Linked DNA regions of Bos taurus: region 1 is linked to region 2. The links are chromatin contacts, called in public Hi-C maps. All regions are on one chromosome and are shown on one strand. The core of a region is the stretch at or near the end of the contact, and the rest is flanking DNA. Distances in the headings are between cores, read along the strand shown.

The links. Hi-C and Micro-C count contacts between places; a contact is called where the count stands out from the background.
Region 1: a Hi-C map of an unstated tissue shows a contact between it and region 2, with 1.7 times the contacts expected there. The contact joins two enhancer-like sites. A contact is called at or near these places in 2 of 11 Hi-C or Micro-C datasets (liver and an unstated tissue).

Annotation. Positions count from the first base shown.
Region 1 is chr19:29,187,188-29,191,301 of ARS-UCD2.0, forward strand. All of the region lies in intron 1 of GAS7 (growth arrest specific 7), which reads right to left. Among named protein-coding and RNA genes, the nearest start is that of GAS7, 62 kb to the right of the region's middle. Within about 2 kb of position 1,599, at least 45 of the 102 cell types and tissues checked have an H3K27ac peak or open chromatin away from gene starts, as enhancers often do.
Region 2 is chr19:29,144,767-29,148,984 of ARS-UCD2.0, forward strand. The region is part of intron 1 of GAS7 (growth arrest specific 7); the gene reads right to left. Among named protein-coding and RNA genes, the nearest start is that of GAS7, 100 kb to the right of the region's middle. Within about 2 kb of position 1,570, at least 15 of the 102 cell types and tissues checked have an H3K27ac peak or open chromatin away from gene starts, as enhancers often do.

The DNA.
Region 1 (4,114 bases), core at 349-2,848, 42 kb after region 2:
AAGAAAGGAATGGATGCCCCCCCCCCCCCCCAGGAGAAGCCAGTCTTGGGACACTGATTTTTAACCTCATGACTCATCTAAGACTTTGGCTCTTCAGATTTATGGAAGGGATGAGAAACTACTACATTTGTGGCGAGAGAAAACCAACACCTCCCTTTCTGTAACAGGGCGAGGTAAAGTTCTAAGTGCTCAAGGATCATGATTTTCTGCTTATTTCATTATTGAAAAGACAACACGAGATGCTGTATTCGAACAGGGCTGGCTTGTTCTGTTCATGCCTGTGCCCACAAGGCCCAGATCAGGGCCATGGACATCTGTGGACATCAAAATTCCTCCAGGAAGGCACATTGGTGAAATGAGGCAGGAAGGCATTTTAAAAAACAAACAAAATATGCTCTTTCCATTGATTTATTGTTACAGGGTTTAAAAAACAGCAGCAGCAGCAAGGTGAAGAAGAGGAAGCCATCACAGTGTGAAGGGAAGTAAAGACACATGTACATTTGCAAACATCTGCATGATTTCCTCCACACCCACAAGAAAGTGATAACTTGCTCACTTCTGAGAGGTGAACTGAGAGGCAGAGGACGGGGTAAGAGGTAGGCCAACGTTCACTCTATTTTTTAGTGCTTGTCAAATGTCAGAATTCATCTATATATTACCTATTCAGTAAAAATGTGCTCATGTCACTTCAGTCATGTCTGACTCTTTGCAACCCCATGGACTGTAGCCTGCCAGGCTCCTCTGTCCATGGGATTCTTCAGGCAAGAATACTGGAGTGGGTTGCCATGCCCTCCTCCAGCAGATCTTCCTGAACTAGGGATCTAACCTGCATCTCTCATGTCTCCTGCATTAACAGGCGGGTTCTTTACTACTAGCACCACTTGGGAAGCCTGCTGTATTTCTTAGTGCTCATCAAATGTCAGAATTCATCTATATATGACATATTCAGTAAGAATAAAACTAACAAAGATACATTCCTGGGATTCACACTCAACAAAGAGTTTAAAACCTACCCCATATACCTCCTTCTGCATGGATGCTACAACCTTGGTGGGAAGATGGCACCTGCCAGGTGAGGAGGCCCAGGGGAACAGCTGCACAGCAAGCAGCCTCGAGTCAACCCCCCGGCCCTCCCGGTGCCACAGATGCCCCATCCGCTCCCCTGTGGTCCAGGGCCTCCGAGGAGGATGAGGAGTTCCTTAAACCCTGGTCCTCAGCAAACCCAGGCTGTGTTCCAGCCCTGGAAGTGATCAGGGCTGCTCCGGCCCCTGCCTAAGCCCTGGTTTCTGGGTCCATTTCCGGACCAGGGTGCCACCCTACCCCAGGGCGCCCATTGCCATGGCGATGATGCCCCGCCAGCCTCTCAAGCTAGGGGAGCAAATGCAAGCGGGCTCCACGGCTGCGTCCGATAATCACTATGGACACCAGCCCGTATCAGGTCTGCGTCCAATTAGCCACCCCCACAACAACACCATGGCAACGAAGGTAATATTATTGTTCCACGAAGAGAGAGAGAGAAACACACACACACAATGTGTTGTACGGCAGCTTTCACAGCCACAGAGATATCACTTCTCCACGCCCTATGACTTGTGCTGCTCACTTCCCGACGACGATGCAGCTCCTCTGATGGGAAGTCACAGGCTCGGGCGATTACCTCTTCGCACCCTCCACGCTGTGCGCCCTTCACAGGAAACAGCACAAGTCCCGGGCAAGCCGGGTGCAGAGCCTGTGAGCCTCCCTCTCTGCCTTCTCCGGGAGGCAAGGAGGCTGGCCAGAGGCAGGATGGCCTCCAGGTAAAGCTCCAAGCTGCCCTCTGTCTGTCTGGCTGTCTGTTTGGCTGGCTAGCTGGCTTCTCCATGCCAGACCCAAGCAGGGCGCTGGGGTTTTGGTGGCTGCAGCCCTGAGCCACACACTAATCTTCAGACCCAAATGTGGAAAGCATTAACCCAAATGGAAAGACATAAATCAGGAGGGGAGCTGATGCACCGAGGAAAACAACTCTGCTCCGAGAGCCTGGGCTGTTGCACAAGAGCAGAGTGAGTCACCCGCCAGCAGGGGGAGGACAAGGGAGGGAGGGAGGGGGAGCCCTGTGGGACGGGCGGACGGGAGGGAGGGTGGAGCAGTGCAAAAACACAGCTGTAGGCTCATCACTAACCGCACTTCAGCAGCAGCCTGCGGGGAGAGGGGCAAAAATGTCACCTCCCCTCCCCAATCCAGGAAGCCTTTCAAACCATGTCCTCCCTGGAGAAGACAGCAGGAAGGAGTCTTCCCAACAGCCAACCCGTCACCCTTTGCACCCTGCAGCTGTGTCTTGGGGAAGCAAACCTCAGGCCCTCTAAAAAGAAGGTCTTCTATATCCTTTGCTCCTCCCTGGCCATGTGCCATGTCATTTTGGGGTCCTCAAGCCCAGGTGCCCATCGTGGGTACACAACTCTTGTCCTACCTGCTTGCTCATCACTACTGTTTCATATCTTCTCTTCCTTTCCTTCTTCCAAACACTCCATCTTCCACACAGGCTGCTGGGGACAAGACCATCAGCTTCCCCATCCCTACTCCCTGGGGAGAATCTCCAGGCTTCCTGTAAGACCCTGCCTCACCCACCAACTCCTCTGCCAAGGGAAAGGAGGGCTTCCCTGGTGGCTCAGACAGTAAAGAATCAGCCTGCAATGCAGGAGACTCGAGCGTGATCCCTGGGTCGGGAAGATCCCCTGGGAATGGCTACCCACTCCAGTATTCTTGCCTGGAGAATCCTCAGCCAAGACTGATTCCCAGCCTTCAAGTTCTAAGCACCGGCTGTGAGCAGGCCCTGCTATCCCTGGGTGTGGCCTCAGGGAGGAGGAGCCCTAAAGAGATAACGGCTTGAGAGTGGAAGCACTGGGAGGTCTGAGCCCTCAGGGCTCTAGAAATTACCCTGGCAACACCATAGCTTTTAGCAGGACCCCTCCTCATCTCACTCTGATGAAATAAGGCTGTGTTTAGAGATCAACAAGGTCTCTTAGGCTCTGACAATGCTACATCGTAACATTAACGGAACTCACACCCCTGTGAGTAGAGACACACAACAGCTGGATAGATGAGTAAATGACTCAGTTTTGTTGAAATGTGACAAGTGATGGAGGAAAAGAACCAAGTAACGCAAAGGGGTGGGCACAGTGGGGTGAGGGAGAGACTCAAAAGAGATGAAAGAGTGGGTTCGTTTCTGCTGGCTGCTGTACCAAACTATCACAAACTAATTGGCTTCCCAGGTGGCTCAGTGGTAAAGAATCTGCCTGTCAATGCAGGAGATGTGGGTTTGATCCTTGGGTCAGGAAGATCCCCTGGAGAAGGAAATAGCAACCCACTCCAGTATTCTTGCCTGGGAAATCCCACAGACAGAGGAGCCTGGCAGGCTGCAGTCCTTGGGGGTTGCAAAAGAGTCGGACATGACTCAGTAACCAAACAACAACAAGAACACCAAAGCTCAAAGTTACAATATAAATGTGTTGTCTTCCAGTTCTGGAGTCAGAGGCCTAGAAAGGGGTCATGGTACTGGCAAGGCAGCTCCTTCGAGAGGCCCTAAAGAGAACCTGCGTCCGTGCCTCTCCTCTCAGCTTCTAGACGCTGCCCGCATTCCTTGGTTCGAGGCCCCTTCCCCACATCCTGAGTCTCTAGCTTCTGCTGTCACATCCACTCCAGACATGACCCTCCCGCCTGCCTCTTCTACAGATCCTTGTCCTTACATTGGACCCATCGGAATAATCCAAAACCACCTCCTCATCACAAGAGCCTTAAGTGACTTACGCCTGCGGAATCCCATCTGCCTTGTAAGGTAACGTCCCCACAGGCTCTGGGGACTAGGCCATGGACATTACTAGTCCATTGGAGTGGAGACCATTACTCAGTCCACTGCAGGGAGTGAGCCATGCGGGGCTGCCAGGGCCCTGAGGAGGAAGCGTGCCTGAAACAGCTGCAGGAGGGCCAGAGAGGCAGGGTGAGGGAGGTGAGCGAGGGAGGGGGAGCAGAGGCCCCAGAGTCAGGGCAGTCACGTGTCTGACTGTGTAGCTCCTTGTCAGCTGTGGTGGGGACCTCGTCGGCATTTACTCTGCTATCGTAGGGGCCCATCCAGATGTTC
Region 2 (4,218 bases), core at 320-2,819:
AAGCTGTGACCCCTTAGAGAGGAACAGAAAAACTGTAATGGAAAAAAACAGGCAAAACAGAAAGGATGACGTAACGAAGAAAAGGGATGAGGAAACGATTATATGAAAACTGCTCATTTAAAGCCACATGAGCAGCTGTGGATAAATAAAAATATTAAATCAGTAAAGTGCAAAGTAAACTTAAAAGGATCACCCAAAACTGAAAAGCACAGAAAGCAAGGATATAATGAATCAGTGTAGGTTTAAGTAGTATTCCACTAGAAAAGACCAGAACAAATATATGAAAATCAACAATCAATGACAAAAATCATGCACACCAACAAGCACAAGAAAAATGCTATCAGGAAATCAGTCCTTCTCCAGACTTTTCCTCTGCTCCTACTAACAGAGAACACTTCCCACTAGAATAAAAAGCTCCATGTGGGGAAGGCTTTATTTCGCTCACAGCTCATCAGGGCCTGGCGTGGACCATCTGAAAGTGCTAGAAAACATATCCCACTGAGGTCAAAGTTTAATGGGCATCACCATGGTTTTGTTCATCCCTGTGGGTGTCTAATAAACATTTGTTGAGTGATGGAAAAGACTGAGCTGTAAATGTGAGTTTCTGTCCAAAAAGTTAAGACATTCAAGATGTACATATCCAGCTGAGTTATATTAATATTTGTCATGAAAGGAACAGGAATGTTCCTGTAGACATGCAAGTTGAAGACACCACCCACTTACTCTCCAGACATTGAGAGAGAAATCAAAATTAAGAAGATGCTGCCAGGGGAATAACCATATAAATGCCTTTTTTTTTTTTTTTAATGTGGACCATTTTTGAAGTCTGTTGAATTTGTTAGAACACTTCTTCTGTTTCATGCCTTGGCTTTTTGGCCACGAGGCACGTGGGATCCCAGCTCCCTGACCAGGGATCAAACTTCCACTTCTGCATTGGAAGGCGAAGTCTTAACCACTGGATCACCAGGGAAATCTCCTAGATGCATTCCTTAGTGCTGCTGCTGCTGCTGCTGCTGCTAAGTCGCTTCAGTCGTGTCCAACCCTGTGCGACCCCATAGACGGCAGCCCACCAGGCTCCCCGGTCCCTGGGATTCTCCAGGCAAGAACAATGGAATGGGTTGCCATTTCCTTCTCCAATGCGTGAAAGTGAAAAATGAAAGTGAAGTCACTCAGTCGTGTCTGACTCTTAGTGACCCCATGGACTGCAGCCTACCAAGCTCCTCTGTCCATGGGATTTTCCAGGCAAGAGTACTGAAGTGGGGTGCCACTGCCTTCTCCTTTCCTTAGTGCACCGACCCTCAACTCAGAAATCCAGCAAACTGTGCAGTCTGGGGGACTGTCCAGCTGCAGGGTTTGGTACCGAGTATTTCCCTTGGTCCTCCTCTGCAGCTTTCCTCCCACCCTGGAACTATGATACACGTTTCTCCTGCAACATCCTTTACGGCCAGTACAGACGAAGCCTCTGGCCACATGTGGGGCACATCAGTAACTGATGCCACCTTTTCTGTCCAAGCACAAGCCGATGGCTGGGGGGAGCAGCTACTGAAGCTTTGTGGATGCTGCGCTGGGAGACACACCCAACAACAAGTCATTGTTTCTTCATCTACCACGGTCCAAGTGATGTGGGAACATCACAGGGGCCACTTTCTCTGCCAAAGAACTTGGGTTATGATCTTCTGCACATTCAAAACTCACACTGAATGAACCAAATCTTCCTCCACACCCTTAAACAGGAAAGACTCATAAACCCCTCAATAGCCAATGTTTTCCGCCATCAAAACCCTCTTTTATATCATCTTCTCTGAGTGGTTCCAGTTTTAGAAATGAGAGTATGCAGCATGATCTCAACCACGGAAAATAACGCTCCCCCCAACTCCAAGCAGAGCACAAAGGAAACACATGAAAATGTTACAAAGGCTCTCTTTGTTTTGCGGGATTCCTCTGGCTGTTGCAATTTATTTCATCACGTTCAAAATTTAGAGTTAATTTTAAAAATTAAAAATTCTTCTTTAAAGATGTAGTCGTAAATAGTGCCTTTCCCCCCAAAATCAGCATATACAATGTTAGATGTACCATATGATCCCAATTATGTAGACAAATATGCACAGCAAAGAAAAAAAACAGAAAAGAATGCTAACTATTTTTTCTTATTTCTGCATTTTCCAAGTTTTCTATAATGAGCATATTCATTTTAAGTGCATTTAAAAAAACGCTTTAACTTATTCCATTACGAGTTAATGCATGCATATAGCCTTATGAAGAATATTTAGATAATATTTGCCGATAAAATCTCCCTCGATATATCCCATCTCACTTATTGTTGTTTTAGTCGCTAAGTCGTATCTGACTCTTTTGCAACCTCATGAACTGCAGCCTGCCAGGCTCCTCTGTCCATGGGATTTCCCAGGCAAGAATACTGGAGTGGGTTGTCATTTCCTTCTCCAGGAGATCTTCGCAACCCAGGGATCAAACTCGAACTTCCTACATCGACAGGCAGGTTCTTTACCACTGAGCCACCAGGGAATACAAAATATTTAGATAACATTTGCTAGTAAAACCCCCCTTGACATGTCACACCTCATTTGCCATCCCCTAAAATGAAAACTATTTATCAGATTAGGGTTCATAGTGTTATCTTTCAAATGACAGGGAGATTTGGTCGGGTGGGGGGGGGAATGTCTTTATTTTTAAGAAAATGAACTAAGACAAAATGAGCAACAGTAAAGAACTTACTCAACCAATGCAGGGCTAACACAAAAATTAAGAGATCAGAAGGACTGTAGAGATCACTTAATCTCATGTTGCCATTTTACAGATGGGGAAACTGAGGCTCAGAGGCAGACTGAGGTTAGACGACAAGCCTCCTCCTCCTTGATCTTTGGCCCTAAGCCTTGGTGCTAATGTTGCCATCAGGGCTGGAGAACTAGGTCCGGCCAGATGGCATGGCAGAAGCCAAACCCCACGTAGGACCCCTCCCCAGGCTGACCCCCACACGGCTCCATGCAAGAAGACCTTTGCCAACAAGTCTGGCTCTCAGCTCAACCATGAGCCACTTCCCATCTGTTTGTGGCCAGTGAGCCCCCGCAAAGGGGGGGTGACCCGGGAGGAAACATCTGTGCACACAAAGAGGAGTCATAAACGCACTTGATTTTCCCTTTTGGCAAAGCCTCTTCTGCTTATTTTTTTTCCACTCATTGAAATGCAAAGCTCCATTCCAACAAGGAGGCCTGGAAGATTCCAGAGGCTTCGAGGAACCACAGCCTCCGCTCCGCGACGGGGGCTCCCTAAAGAAGGTTATGCACGATGTCTGGGCTGTGGACACGGATAAGAAAGAGAAGAGGCAACCCCCACAAACCACATGGATGGCCACAGACATGCCTCTGCTTGTCCTTAAACCTAGCTTCTCACCTTCAGCCAGGGCAGAGGAAGTTCAAGTGTAAGTTCTACAGCGTACCAGCCATATAACCTCAGGCAAGTCACTTCACCTCTTTGAACCTCTTTTTCTTTTCCACATGCAAAAACGGAAATACCACCTCCCCCTGCACAAAATTCTTGCAAAGACTGAATAAGAGGGCCAAAATGATGGAAGAAACTTTGTAAGTATCAGCTGTACTTCCACACTGTTCCATCCCCATGAAACCACTGAGCAACCTTTAGGAGACTCATCAGCTGAGGTCCCCAACGCTGAGTCACTCCTGCTGCACAGCTTGCGGGCTAACCTCTCAGAGTGACACCATATGACCTTCCTGACACAGACCGAGCTCGCTGAAGGACAAAGAGGAACAGCACGTGACAGGGAATCAGCACGCTCCGTGGGGCAAGACTAGGATTTTGGGGACCAGCAGAAGGGGCCAGTAAAATCTGTGGGGCCTGGAAACACCTATATCACCAGGGTTCCTGGGAAGTTGGTGACCGCTAGCAAATCAGATCAAGAAACAGACACGGCCTTGCACAAGAGCTGTGAACCCACCTACACAAAGCCCTACACAAGGGCCTGGCAACCTTCCCAAAGGGGCCCGCGTGCGCCTTCATTTGAATTGTTGCCATCAGCCAGGACACCTGGAGAGAATGCTTCCAACCCTGACTTCAAGCTCCTAAAAATGAGACAGGTTGGGCTTCCCAGGTGGCACAGTGGTAAAGAATCCGCCTGCAATGCAGGAGATGCCAGCTTGATTCCTGGGTTGGGAAGATGCCCTGGAGAAGGAAATGGCTACTCAC